4 separate regions of the Mus musculus genome follow, and regions 1, 2 and 4 are each linked to region 3. Evidence: chromatin contacts called from public Hi-C, HiCAR-type and HiChIP or PLAC-seq data. All regions are on one chromosome and are shown on one strand. Each heading gives the region's core, a stretch centred on a gene start, on an enhancer-like site or on the middle of the called end of the contact. The rest is flanking DNA. Distances are from core to core; before and after follow the strand shown. Region 1 holds the start of Sdhaf4 (succinate dehydrogenase complex assembly factor 4). Region 2 overlaps Adgrb3 (adhesion G protein-coupled receptor B3). Region 3 holds the start of Lmbrd1 (LMBR1 domain containing 1). Region 4 holds the start of B3gat2 (beta-1,3-glucuronyltransferase 2 (glucuronosyltransferase S)).

What was found. A called contact is a pair of places that touch in the nucleus more often than the background predicts. HiCAR-type assays count read pairs that join an accessible place to other places. HiChIP or PLAC-seq counts read pairs in DNA pulled down with a chosen protein or histone mark.
Region 1: a Hi-C map of CD8 T cells shows a contact between it and region 3, with 4 times the contacts expected there. The contact joins the promoter of Sdhaf4 here to the promoter of Lmbrd1 in region 3. A contact is called at or near these places in 5 of 484 Hi-C or Micro-C datasets (CD4 T cells, CD8 T cells, the G1E-ER4 cell line and 2 more) and 1 of 9 other capture datasets (liver).
Region 2: an H3K4me3 HiChIP or PLAC-seq map of forebrain shows a contact between it and region 3, with 6 times the contacts expected there. The contact joins the enhancer-like site here to the promoter of Lmbrd1 in region 3. A contact is called at or near these places in 3 of 39 promoter capture datasets (frontonasal cranial neural crest, hippocampal neurons and stem cell-derived epiblast-like cells), 1 of 484 Hi-C or Micro-C datasets (the N1E-115 cell line) and 2 of 115 datasets of contacts at active chromatin or transcription factors (embryonic hindbrain and forebrain).
Region 4: a contact with region 3 is called in a HiCAR-type map of astrocytes, with 2.3 times the contacts expected there. The contact joins the promoter of B3gat2 here to the promoter of Lmbrd1 in region 3. A contact is called at or near these places in 1 of 39 promoter capture datasets (pre-B cells) and 1 of 115 datasets of contacts at active chromatin or transcription factors (astrocytes).

What each region holds. Positions count from the first base shown.
Region 1 is chr1:24,003,903-24,007,232 of GRCm38.p6, forward strand. Sdhaf4 (succinate dehydrogenase complex assembly factor 4) reads right to left here and starts at 1,738. Exons shown (of 3, transcript NM_026503.3): 1 at 1,644-1,738. The coding sequence starts at 1,698.
Region 2 is chr1:25,502,891-25,506,489 of GRCm38.p6, forward strand. It overlaps Adgrb3 (adhesion G protein-coupled receptor B3), which reads right to left. Exons shown (of 31, transcript NM_175642.4): 8 at 2,023-2,124; 9 at 1,543-1,649. Among named protein-coding and RNA genes, the nearest start is that of Gm25294, 54 kb to the left of the region's middle. Within about 2 kb of position 1,636, at least 45 of the 459 cell types and tissues checked have an H3K27ac peak or open chromatin away from gene starts, as enhancers often do. A contact at or near this core is called in forebrain and hippocampal neurons, where this site is marked.
Region 3 is chr1:24,677,201-24,680,687 of GRCm38.p6, forward strand. Lmbrd1 (LMBR1 domain containing 1) reads left to right here and starts at 1,344. Exons shown (of 16, transcript NM_026719.2): 1 at 1,344-1,616. The coding sequence starts at 1,557.
Region 4 is chr1:23,759,751-23,763,308 of GRCm38.p6, forward strand. It overlaps B3gat2 (beta-1,3-glucuronyltransferase 2 (glucuronosyltransferase S)), which reads left to right and starts at 2,176. Exons shown (of 4, transcript NM_172124.2): 1 at 2,176-3,478. The coding sequence starts at 2,885.

The sequences.
Region 1 (3,330 bases), core at 488-2,987, 670 kb before region 3:
CTGCTGTTCATCACCAAGGAAGTCAGGACTGGAACTCAAGCAGGTCAGGAAGCAGGAGCTGATGCAGAGGCCATGGAGGGGTGTTTCTTACTGGCTTTCTTCCCCTGGCTTGCTCAGCTTGCTTTCTTATAGAACCCAAGGCTACCAGCCCAGGGATGGCACCACCCACAATGGGCCCTCGCACCCTTGATCACTAATTGAGAAAATGCCTTACAGCTGGATCTCATGGAGACATTTCCTCAAGGGAGGCTCTTTCCTCTGTGATAACTCCAGCTTGTGTCAAGTTGGCGCACAAAACCAGCCAGTAAAACATTCAGTAAGATAAACTGAGCCAAAAAAGTGTATTTTTTCTTTAAGGAAAATCTTTTATTTACTATGTCATGCCAATTTTGGCAGGTGTATTATTGAAGTCAGATGCATTATGGGAAGGAACATACACAAAATTGATAATGCTGCCTAAAATATCAATCAGAGTGCAAACCGCCCAAGCTATATGCCCCTTACTCTTATCCTCTTCCTGTAGCTCCATAAAAGACCAGAGGCAACGAATCAGGCCTCCTTCACTCTGGTTTAAATAAAGTGTCCTTGCTACTTTATAATCAGTATGGGTTTTAATTTCAATCCCTTGACTAAGGAAGCACCTGGCTTGCCCTGATCCTGACAGCAGAATCATTAAATCAGCATCCATTAAGGATCCATTGTGCTGGGGCATGGGGAAACACACACCAGCAGGTGTAGCAGCCTATACTGATGTTTCTAGAATTGTCCAAGTATCCACGAGGGTACATTTCAGGGTGGTATGATCTTGAACTGTGAGTTGTTAGAAAAAGCAATGAATACAATCAGCATAAAATCCTTTCCAGGAAGAAAACCTCATACAGGCACTTAATGGAAAAGGTCTATCACATTTGTACACGGGTTTGTTAATGTTTCTTTTGTTTCAAAACACTGGAATGCTGGATAAACAGTAATAAGGATTTGGAGCGACCCTTTCGGTTTCTATAATTCTCACAGATCATTTAAGATTTTAGCAGCCAACAGGTATTAAATATGTGAAGGGAAACATTAAAAAGTAAAATAAAAACCAGGCCACTTGTTATGAAAGCAGTAATTCTGTCTTTGGTTTACAAAACTTCTCAGGGTTATCATCAAGTAAACTTGCATTCTGCGTGCTCTTTGATATGATAATTGAGGGGTATATTGAGAAAGAATGCAATAGTTCTGAAAACTTTAGCTTCTACAGAAAGACGAGGGCATCTCTTCTAACAGTTCTTGGCTTTGTGAAATTTTTATTTTGTTCTTTGCTCTACGTGTGCACTTCCCCAACGTTTGAACCAGGCTGACCTTGAACTCAGAGATCCTCATGCCTCTGCCAGCCTAGTGCTGGGTCTATAGGCATGCGTCCCTTGTCCGGGTATAAATTATTCTTGATGTAAATAAACCTGTAAATTAATGACACTGGTCTTTTCCGTATTTTTCTAGCCGCATCTAAGAGCGAGGCGCTTTTCGAAAACCCTACGCCAAGCACCGCTAATGCTTCTGTAGCCACCGCGGCAGCGTCTCCGCGCCTGCGCCCTCGCATTTCGGAACTCGGCTTCCCACGCGGGCCCCCAACTCTCAGGACCCCGGGCGGATGGCCTTACTTGCTGCTCTCCAGACGAAAGTCATCCGTGAAACGGAAAGGGTCGTGGAGACCATTGCGCCGGCTCCCACAGCGTCTGCGCACGCGCACCAAGGTGGGAGGGGCGCTCCACAGGGGAGCCCGCGCCCTCTGCGCAGGCGTCAACGAGGGCAGAGAAGGGCGGAGCTTCGTTGTGTCCCTGGAAATCCTCAACTGCTCAACTGCCTCGGGTAATCCTGCAGTGCCTTGTCCTCACAAGTCCTCGCCCTTGGTCCTGCGCAGTACCTGGGCAGCGCTCTTAGCTATTCCGATGGACTTAAAAGACAAAACCAAAAGCCTGCACGAAAGTAATAAATTCTAGAGTTCACACCACCTTAGTGTATGATGCTTTAAGGAGGGAAGTTCAAAGTCCAATACAGAGATGGAAACTTGAATCACCCTAATTTAATTGCTCCATAAATCTGTAGTTAAAAATACCTAACATAAAACATTTAATTAGATTGAAGATTCCCACATTTTGAAAAAATTTTAGTACGTTCAAATATTGTCATGTGAATTGATTATTGAGATTGTTCCATGACAGGGATCTGTTAGAAATTATTTTAAAACACAGGCTGGAGAGATGGCTTCTCTTTCAGAGGACCTGGGTTCTATTCCCAGCACCAACATGGCAACTAGTTTCTAACCCCAATTCCGGAATGTCTGACACACTCTTCTGGACTTTGTTGGCACTAGGCATACACATGGCATGCAAACTTGCATACATACAAACATACATTGCAAACATACTTACATCATACCAGCAAAGCACTCGTACAAAAGAGATCTTTTAAAAATATTGAGCTTAAAACCCTTGAAATATGACAGCTAAAAGTTTCCCCCCATTATTAGAAAACAAACCAAACTCATAGCTGGTCAGACGAGTGGTCCATTAAATTCCCATCTTGCGGTCAAGAGTGCTGACCCCCAAGAACACCTTGATCACCTCACCTTCCTCCTAGCACAGCTGTGTTTCTCAGTGGCTCCATTAATACAATAGCCACAGTGATAAGAACAAAGGCACCAATGTACATTGAACTGTCTTTCTCCTCCCAGGACTTACTGGCTAGCACCACTAACTTAGCAACTCGTGACTGACTTGATCTGTGTCTTTCATCACTAGAGTGGTTTTGTGTTGTTTGTATTTTTTGTTTTTAATGCAGGAGTGCTGTCTACATGTACACCTGCATGCCAGAAGAGGTTATCAGATCCCTCTATAGATAGTCCTGAGTCACCATGTGGTTACTAGGAATGGAACTCAGGTCCTCTGAAAGAGCAGCCCATATTCCTAACTCCTGAGCCATCTTACCAGCTCTCAACCTGCACTATAGTATTAAGCAGCCTGGGAGACAGAGCTGACTTCAAGAGAATCAATTCACCTATCCAATTATGAAGGTAGCAACTTGCTCTTAAATAATTATGTTTGAACTGTGTTAGATTATAGGCGATTCCACTAGACGCCTCCCAGGGACCTAGCAACAGCTTGTCTTCCCCTGCTACTACCTCCAGCTCTGCTCCCACATTCCTTTCTGTCCTTCTCTGTGCTCCATCCTCTTCTCTGCGCTCATAGCTCTGCTCCCACCGTCTACATGTCTGCCTCTACCCTTCTCCAGGTCCTTACTCCCCTTCTCCCCCCACCCCCAATAGGAGATCTATTGCATGGTATAAAT
Region 2 (3,599 bases), core at 386-2,885, 830 kb after region 3:
GGATATGTCACTTAAATTAATTGATATAACTATTCTGTTTGTAATTCTGAAATATAATGGTCTGAATCAGTGATAGATATTATTAAAAGAGAGTTTATATATTATGCTCACATATTTTAATGTGTCATAAATTTATGTATATATTAAATCCTGTCATGTAGAAAAGTATATAATATATATGTATATTATATATATTATACTTAACATATATATTATATTTAAATTTTTAAAGCCAAACATTATCTAGAATTGACATTTGGTTATATAGAAAGTATAAAATTGTGTATTTCTGTAGTATACATTATATAACATGAAAAAGTATATTTATGATAAAATAAACATTTTTATGTAATATAAACATGTATATGATAAAATAAGGCTTCATGTAGCCAAATAATAACTCATTGATGTATACATACAAACAAATTTGTATGAGCAATGGAATACATAAGACTATACATTTAAATGGTCATCAATTACATAGCTAATTTGATATATGAATGCAATGCACTAGATAGCCTTTGGTTTAGACTTTCTAAAATGAGTGTTTTGTTTTTCTGGTAGTTAAATAAGTAAGTACTCATTCTATTAGGTGTTGTAGTTATTGCATAAGGTACCCTTTTCATACACAAGCAACAATATGTTCACTGTGTGTGTGCGTGTATGTGTGTGTGTATGTTTTGACTGACAATGAGAACATAAAACAAGACAGAAGTCAAGTACAGCATGGAGTCTCTTAACACCGCTGTGTTTGGCTCCCTTTTTCTTTCCATTCTCCGCATTGTCCACCATGCCTGTGTGTGGAGGACTTCATGACTGCCAGGATGAGATGACAGCATCCTCTGAATAATGACAATGACTTGCACTTGAGCAAGACTAAGCAGAACTTAATTGTATTCAAAATATTCTGCACCATTGGCATAAGATAATCCTCTGGGCGTATTTTATAAGGAGCTGGAATTTAAAATACAGAAATGTGATTGCTATTTTGAATATCATCTTCTGTGACTAATTCAATGGTTTCTGGAGGGGAAAAGTCATTTTTGGAAAATCTGGCCACGTTATCTTCTGTGGTGCAAGGAACCATCACTTTCTTCATATTTTAAACTGCACAAGAAATTTGACATCTAAGTAACACAGCTTTGTCCTTCTCCAATTACTGCAAAGTGAAAGACGTTTAATTTAAAATGTACAATGTTTTGAAATAATCATGTAGTATTTAATGAAGACTTGAACCAATCATGATACATAACTGGGTTACTGCATGTAAATCTGAGAAAGATTTTGCTCTGGCCCTTTCTCCCATCAGAAAGGGAATATTTTCATTTAAATTGCCAGGATCCATAAAAACCCAAGCTCGAGGAACAAAACAATTTAGATCACGCTCACAGAAATCAGCTTCCTATCCCACCCCTTTTTTCCTTGGGGCATTTCTTCAGAGGTTTTTACTGATTTGATTATACAACAGAAGGTTAAATTCTCACATAGTGATCATTAGGAAAAAATAAACAGAGCAAGTACTAAAGCTGGCTTTGCACCTACTGAATGCTGCAAGTGTCTGTACTCATTGGATATGCATCTTGCAAAGCTCGGCTGTTCCCAGGAGGCCACTCCATGAAGACTGAGAGAGCAGCGTCTGCTAGTGGTGCCTGCGAGTCACAAAGAACAGAGAGACGCTTTATAGCAGGATGCTAGAAGGCATAGCACTGGGAGGCAGACTGCAAACTGGGTTTATGCTATTTCTTTTTGCTTTAGAAAACATTCACATGATTTTGTAGTGTTTGGGTTTTTGTTTTTGTTTTTTAAATTCAAGCATCATACCGAGGATGCAATGCATCGGCAACATTTTTGAAATCTCTTAATTGACTGCATTTATGAAGCATGTTACAAATACTGTTCTATCAACTGCTTATTGGCCATATTTATTTATAGAATGCAGACAAAGGCAGGATGTGCTAAGCAAATGTAGCATGCATCTGGGATATAAGCATTATTTGCTATGGGTGTGTCATCTTACTATACCTGTGGCATTCAGTGGACATTGATTGAATGCCAGGTCGCCTGCAGGAGTCCTTTTCCACACCATTGATATAAGATAATCCTCTGGGCATATTTCATAAGGTGCTGGAATTTAAGATATAGAAATATGTATGTCAGCTGTGGTTATGTTTTCAAATGTTGGCAATAACATTCCTCCAATGCATCTAAATGTGAAATTCTTTTTCTTCTATAAAGGATATTATTTACAGACATGTTAGAGATGTGCTTATAAAGAAACCACCAGGTCTCATTGAACAGTCTCCCAACGGTTCTTTTAAAAGAACCAACAGGGTCTTTAAAAGCTTCATAGTGTACAGGCTTTTATTGATATGTCAATGATGTTTTCAAACAAATGAACACATTCAAATATATTGATCAACAATCTTTCAAAATTCATTGAACTTTTAGATGTTAATTTTTCAACAAACCAGCTCTGCTTTGAAATTGTTGATGACACTAAGAAATATGTATATACACACACACATAGGCACACACACACACACAAACACACAACCAGTCAAGCAGTACTAGGCAGGTGCTCTACCACTGAGCTGTATCCACAGGCCAAGTTATGAAAACATTTTGATTTAATCTTTATGTCATACTGATTTTATAATCGCAATTTATTTACAAATTAAAAATTATAATGGAAAATTTAAGAATAACATACTACCAAATTATTGTTTTAATTATTTCTTTTATTTTTTGAGATTATAGTATCACCCTTTTCCTTTTCTCCATCCAAACCTCTCATCTGGATACGCCTCCTTGCTTTCTTCAAACTAATGTTCTCGTTTTCCATTAATCGTTATCTATCTATCTATCTATCTATCTATCTATCTATCTATCTATCTATCTATCTACCTTGTATAATGAATCATGAAACAATGAGACTCCCTCAATATTGTACATTCTATCTCAGAACATATGAACCCTCTTTACATTTCTATATTGTTGATCAAAAATGCAACTGCACACATTACATCTTGACATTGTATTTTATTTGCAAAGTGGATTAATTTGGAATTGCACATGTCATCACAGGTCAGCACACTTCTGTCTCCTTTACAAATGTCGCAATGAGGCTACAAGGAAGAAGGTCCCCTGTGGAGGTAGACATGGTGTGGGTATCAGTAAAAGTTGGATTTTAGAGTTCTAACTCCTCAGTAGCTTCCTTTAGACTTCCCAAATACCTTCTTTGTTACTTTAAATCATTCAAAATATTCTTCTGCATCTCAAATAGAGACTCTGTATTTCTTCTGGAGTCTCACTAATGCCCACATGCTACCATTTGCTTCCTATGATGTCTTTGCATCATGGATGATTTGGTAGCTGATACATTTTTCCACCAGTCTGTTCTTGACTGCTATCTTCTTCACCTCAGCAAGGTTTTGCCACCAGATCTAATATGCTCATCTCAGTCTGACTTCCCCTGCAGCTTTTTAGACTCTGATATATTCCTTCTTCTGGAAATTACTTTCTTCGGGATCTTAGAAAGCTATTTTCTGTCTGGCATCTACCGCATACTTGTGCCATTTTCACATATCCATCTTATGCAT
Region 3 (3,487 bases), core at 94-2,593:
GTTATTTGTTCCATGGCAGAATTAGGGAAATGCAGCTTCAGGAGGAACAGCTTGTGCTCACAAAATTACTGATTATGTGATCGTTTTCAAAGAGGATTTGGGCCATTGAAGACAACAGGGATGACTGGTCTCAGGTGGTTTTTGATATCTCCTCTAACCAGCAAGCCTACTACAGAAGGGTTAAAAGGCATTGGCTCAAGAAGTAAAGCACAAGCATGACTTGTTGGTGATGCACTTGGGGACACACATGAGATCTCAGAGACGGACACACACTTCCACCAGAGAGTTTCTGATGGGACCGGTTCATATAAAACACATTCTGTTTCCACTTTCTTCTCATTTCGACACTTCTACCCAACCCTTAACTACTGCAGACTTCCAGTCAGAAATAAGACCAAGGTGAGTAATAATATCACAGCAGAATAAACTATAGCGACGATGGAGTTCATCCATAAACTGTTTTGACTGCATCCTAAGTGTCTTAGTGTCCTAAGGATGGAAGTGTTTATTGGGTTCACAGTGCAAGGTTTCAGCGCATTGTTGTGGTGATGTTATAGACAGCAGGAACTAGAGGTGGCTACTCACATCCAAGGTCAAGCGCACACAGCAATGAGTTATGCACGCATGCTAAGTAAGTCTTCAGTTCTGGTCCAGGGATGTGGAAATGTTACCACCCACATTCAGGGTGGGGCTTCTCACCTCAGCCCAATTAAAGGAAAAAATCCCTCACAAGCCCACAGGACAATGTATTCGAGACAATTTGTCACTGAGTCTTCCGAGATGGTTCTGCATTGTATCAAGCCCACAGACAAACGTCCACAATCAAAACTAAATATCACGCCGGGGTTTGTTTATTCAATTTAAATACACACTAATACACCACGGGACCCAGGCAAGCATCCCAGGTTTTCCCTCAGCTTCACATAAGATTTACAACAATCTCTGTTTTGTTCACTTGAGCATATTATTAGCACCTACAGTTCATAGACTCGGACATTTTAATTGTATGAAACCATCATGGAAATTCACAGGTACGCGCAGATGGAAAAAACAAAACAAAACGAAACATCACGTGGTAGCACAGTGCCGTCAAGCAATGACGTGACCTGGTCATCAGCAAATTATAAAGTCATCTGGGCAGATGACATTCTTTTATTCTGAGTCATTCCTGCACCAGGATGACTTCTGATTGCATAATGGGATCAAAACCTTGTTTTTGGAAGCAATGAAAACCCGTAATGTCACTCTACATTCAGAGGCACAGACACAGCCCTGCCTCCGTAAAGCTCCTAGAGTGCCAGCAAGATCAAGTGGCACGCAGGCCGCGCGTGGGCGGGCAGCGTGGTGACGTCACGGTGCGTCGGGTGCGCCCCGCCTCGGCTCGGCTGGTCGCCAGGGGACGCTCGCGGGCCGGGTCTCCTTGGCAACCCTCCGCTCTGCCCCTCCGCCCCTTTAACCTTTAGGCTGCGCAGTTCCGGGTCCCTCTTCGTTCCGTCCCGTCCCGTCCCGTGCCTTCCCTCCCCACCCCTTTGGGCTTATCCGGACCGGAAGCGAAGATGGCGGCGGCGGCGGCCGAGCTGGTGATCGGCTGGTGCATCTTCGGCCTCTTGCTCCTGGTAGGGGAGGCGCTCCGAGTTCTCCCAGGGTGAGGGGGTGGGAGGAGGAGGAGGGCGGGCCAGCGCTGGCCTCGCCTGTCGGGGACCCTCCTCGCCCGCCCTGCTCTCTGCTGGGTCCGCGAGGGTCTCCGGAGGAAGGCGAAGAGGCGCTGATCCTCCGCGGTCTCCTTCCTAACTTCAGCCAGCTTCTGTCTCTTGTCTGAGAATGTAGCTGGCGGGTGAGTTTGGGGACGAGCGACCCTCGGGGTGGAGAAAGGCGTGATCACGGCTTGAATTGGAGTCCTCACCGCCTCTGGGCCAGGCTTCTGGGCTCTGACAGAATCAATTGTTTATTTGTTTAAATGCCTCCTTCCCCCCCCGCCCCCCCTTGTTTCCCCGCGCCCATTGTGCGATTCTGCCTTGATGACGTGAGTGTCACGTTCTAGGTATTACATTCCACTTAGAACGCTGTAGAGCCGCTTGGCCAGGCGGGAGGTTATTACCTGTCTGACCTCAGGTGCCTTCTTTTCCAGACTTCTCTGATCATTGGGTGCACAAAACCCAACTGTAGTGACTCAGAGTGACCTGGTTGTTACTTTCTGACTTCGTTTAGTTTGCTTCTCTTATGACATTTCATATTGTCAAATCCTTCCCCACTCTACAAAGACTTCAGTCCTATGGTCAGTTAGTGTTTGCATTTTGAAACTCGTCCGATGTGTTTCAGATTCCCTATACTGACCCTTGGGTAGTTTGTTCAGGTAGTCAAGTTTTTCAGTTTTTCATCAGGTAGCGCGCGCACGCGCGCACACACACACACACACAGAGATACAGACACACACACAGACACACACACGCACACGACACTTGCCTTGCATGTTCAGGAACCCTAAATTCAGTCTTAGTACTGGCATGCTCCCTTCACTTTAACAAATCCCATTGCCCTGGGCCATGCTTAGCTTGTGTCCTGGAGGGAGGCTATCTAGCCCTGTACTAGGAGAGAATTCACTGGCTTTCCCAGCCCATATGTTTAGTGAAAAATAAGCATGTTACCAGCAGGAACGTAGAGTTGGAGTATCTTGATTAATGAAAAAGCATTTAAAGCACAGTAGTTTTACTGTGGATACAGTAGTTTTATCTAGGAGGATACAAACAAAATAATAAGTGGCTTTTTAAGAGGGGGCTGATCATAAGTTAGGAAATAGAGATCTTAAGCATTGAAAGAGAAAATATGATTTTATAAGGGAAATAGGACTTGGGAGAGGATACTGTTGGAAGAAAGTGCCAGTGGAAAAGTAGCCTTTGGATAGTTTGTGGCCTTGAATCAGGAACAACCCGGCAGTAGAGAAGTACTGTTGCGAGGTGCAAAATGTGATTTACTAAAAATTAAACGGACAGTGGTGGCACACGCCTTTAATCCCAGCACTTGGGAGTCAGAGGCAGGTGGATTTCTGAGTTCAAGGCCAGCCTGGTCTACAGAGTGAGTTCCAGGACAGCCACAGATACACAGAGAAACTCTGTCTCAAAAAACAAACAAAACAAAAAACAACAACAAAAACCCCCAAACAAACAAAAATTACTGTCAGTCTGTTTAGTGCTTGGCTTATTAGAAAGGAGCTGTATTCATGTCTGCTTTTCGTTCTGTCTTCAAGAAAGTTATTTTGGTTGAAGTGTGTGTACAAAACCTAGTCAGAAGTAGAGGACTGTTTTGGTAGCTGGAGATGTTCTTTGTGATTGCACCAAAAGCTAGCACATACCAGTTTCTTCAGGTTCTGTGGCAGTGTGCAATCTAAAACCGAGAGCGTTGTCTTCCCTTACGTTCAAGGCCATGAGTCCGACTAAGTGCTGAGGGGAGCTTTTGCCCATTCCTGGCTCTGTTTTGTGATCTCTGTTTG
Region 4 (3,558 bases), core at 926-3,425, 920 kb before region 3:
TTGAGATCAGTGATTCTGTATGCTAGCTAACATCCCAAGTTAGATTCCATGTTTGATGGTCAAAGTCTCTGACTAGCCCCATTCCTGGGGGAAACACAATTCAGATGGGGTTTTATAGGTGCAGACTACCAAAGACATCCATCCCACTGAGTTTCACCCCCAATATCTCTAGGCATCTCTCTTCAACCGAATTTGAGATGTCCAACAAAGTTGGGAAGGATTCATAACAACTTTGGGAAAGAGAAGGGGATTGGACACATTTGTGTGTTACTGTCTGGAGTTTAAGAAAAGTCTGTAGAGATTCCCCTCAGTTTTCTTCCCCTTGGGATGCTGGCACAGCCATCACACTCTGAGGTAGAATACAGCAGGGAGTCTAATGGGATCACTGTTTTAGGATCTTGGCCTCACCACTTTGCACAACATTGGGCTCTGGGTGACACAGGAAAGGTGGGACTGAAGGCTAGGACTTAGTTGGTTTGTGGAGAAAGGGAGAACGTTTGAGAACTCACTATTAGATGTCTGTATCTAAGTGTAACAAGGCCCCTAGTAGGCACCTAGACCTTAACACAACTGCCTCGGCGGAAGCACCGTTCAGGGTATAAAGCTCAGCATGTAGACCGTACCACCTGCCAAAACGGAAACAAAGGCCCAATCCATCAAAGTCCATATAGTCACGGGAAGTCTCAAAATGCACTAACCTTGCTTTTTACCTTTTGTAGTTCCGATTCTGACGCACTGTTCTTGTTAACTGAAGTATGTCAACCCAGAACGTGGCTTTTGTTGTTTAGGTTTGGTTTTTTGTTTTGTTTTATTTTTTTGTTTTTTGGTGTTGTTGTTGTTGTTGTTTGCTTAAACGCTCACCCTGAGAAAGCCTCAGCGCTACCTTGGGATTCAAACACCCAATGTAGTCACCGGCTGGCTAATAAATGCTTTATATATTTGCTTCAACCCAAGTCGGAGCAGTCTTCTCTAGTGACTACCCCACAACATAAGAGAGTAGTTGTGAAAATTCACAGGTGCGCAGTGCCAGACACCGAACCCAAGATGCAGGACACAGCCACGTGAAGGTGGAGGATCTGCCCCAGCGTGCTGCTTGTTCCTCAGGAACATAGTCAAAAGGATTTTCATGCGACAGAGAAAGTCGGGTTGCGGAGGAAAACGGAATCAGAAATGATTCATTGGGGGTGGGGGTGCTTTCCTCAGACTCCCTGGAATGTGCTTGGAATGAGAACAGCCTGGGGTTCGTTCGGCTAATAGATTCTCTATATATGAGAGGGTCTTCCAGGTATTTCCGCTTGCCATCCTCTGACCCACTTGATCTGATGGCATCACCTAGGAAGACCGGTCACTCACAGCCAGGCTGTGCTGATGATGTGCAGTGAAGAGGCAGTGGGTTCTATCCAGGACGCCCACGTTCTATTTCCACTAAGTCAGTTACCACTGACCTCAGGAAATTCCCTTAAGTCTCCATCTTCTGCTCCTTCATCCAGAAAATGAAGGTGATTCCACCTCCAAAGCCTCCTTGAAAGGATTACAGGGATGGTCCTGGGGGATAATTCCTGTGCCTGCAAACTGGGAAGGCTCCAACATGAACAAAAGCAAGTTACACATACTCAGCCGGAGTTGTCAAAATGTCCCCCACAGATCCAACTGTGGCCGAGCAGTTGCGATTGATTCCTTGGAATGGGCTGGCACACATGCCAGACACCTATGTGCGGCACCCCCTCCATCTCTGTGGGATTCTATTGATTTCTGCCTTTCAAGAGAAAGTGGTTCTCTTTGCTGAGGTTCTGTACACCAACCCTCAAGCCAGGGAAGGACCGCTTTGTCCCCTCCCTCTTTCTCCTTCTGCCCTCTTTAGGACTCCGGACTTGTCACACGTGAATGGGTTTCCTTGGCTGATCTCCAAAGACCCTGCAGCAGTTCAGTGAGCTGAACCCTGGGGCGATCTGAAAACAGCACCCACCACCTCCACACACACACACACACACACACACACACACACACACACACACCCCAGGCAGAGGTCGCGCAACCCAGCAGAGATCCTCCTCCCTCCCCCTGCCTCTGCCCGCAGGCAGCGCCTGGTGCCACCGGGCTCAGACCCCGCAGAGAGCCTTGGCCCTTCCCGCCTCCGCCCCGCAGCCCCTCTCCGCCAGTAGCAGCGCTGCTATCTTCCCACCGGAGCACTAGGAGGACGCCCGAGTCTGCAGCGCCCCCGCCCCCTCGCTTTTTCTTTCTTTCCCTGCTTTGGGATCTTGCTGTCTGGAGCCGGGAGAGGTTCCGAGAAGGAGAGAGCGGCACAGGTTTCTGCCGCGGCGCTCGAACGGGAGCTTAGGGACGCAGCATCCTCGGTGTCCACCCGGGATCGCAGCTGCACCGGCCGACATGTGACGGAGGAAAGCCCTCAGCATTCCCGGCAACCGCCTTCAAAGGGGTCCCGGAACGCTCGCCCAGGCCAGCAGCTGGATCCTCTTAGCCCTCAGCGACGCGGGACAGGAGCGGCAAGGTACAACGCCTGGTACGTTCCAGGCTCGCACTCGGGAAAAGAGCGCAGCGGGGACCGCCGCCTGGCTTGCACTCGGCACAACTCCGGGACCTGCGGAGTGCGGCTGGACCGTGTCCAGATTCCCGCCGACTTCATCCAGAGTGACCCAAGACCCTAGCCGGTCCTCCTGCACCCCCTGGAGTTCTAGCTTGCCCTGCATCTGCGCCGACCCCACAACGCCCAGGTCCCCGCAACGCCCCAGTCCGGAAGGGGAGCGCGCTTGCGGCTTCTCCCTGATTGCAGACGCTGCCGCTGTCCTAACTGCACACAGAGGTCCCCTACCCGGAGCCTAGTCCTTGCAGGGGGTGGTGTCCGAGACGCTGGGGAGCGCGCACCATGAAGTCCGCGCTGTGCAGCCGCTTCTTCATCCTCCTGCCCTGGATCCTGATTGTCATCATCATGTTGGACGTGGACCCCCGCAGGCCCGCGCCCCAACTCACTTCCCGTCCCTACTTCTCTCCCCATGCAGTGGGCTGCGGGGGCTCCCGAGTCCCGCTCCGACGGAGTAGCCCCGGGCGTGACGCTGCCGAGAAGCGGAACGAGTCTCGGCCTCAGCTGCAGCCGGAGCCGCGCTTGCCCACCATCTATGCCATCACACCCACCTACAGTCGCCCGGTGCAGAAAGCCGAGCTCACTCGCCTGGCCAACACCTTCCGCCAGGTGGCGCAGTTGCACTGGATCCTGGTGGAGGACCGGGCGACGCGCAGCGAGCTGGTGAGCAGCTTCCTAGCTCGGGCCGGCCTGCCCAACACGCACCTGCATGTGCCCACGCCGCGGCGCTACAAGCGACCGTGGCTGCCGCGCGCCACCGAACAGCGCAACGCGGGCCTCGCCTGGCTGCGCCAGAGGCATCAGCATCAGAGCGCGCAACCCGGCGTGCTCTTCTTCGCCGACGATGACAACACGTACAGTCTGGAGCTCTTCCAGGAGGTAGTGGTCCAGCGCCGATGGTGGGGTGTAGGGTGTGTGTGGGGGGGAGGGGGGACAAGGGGCGGTTGGGCCCCGAAGGT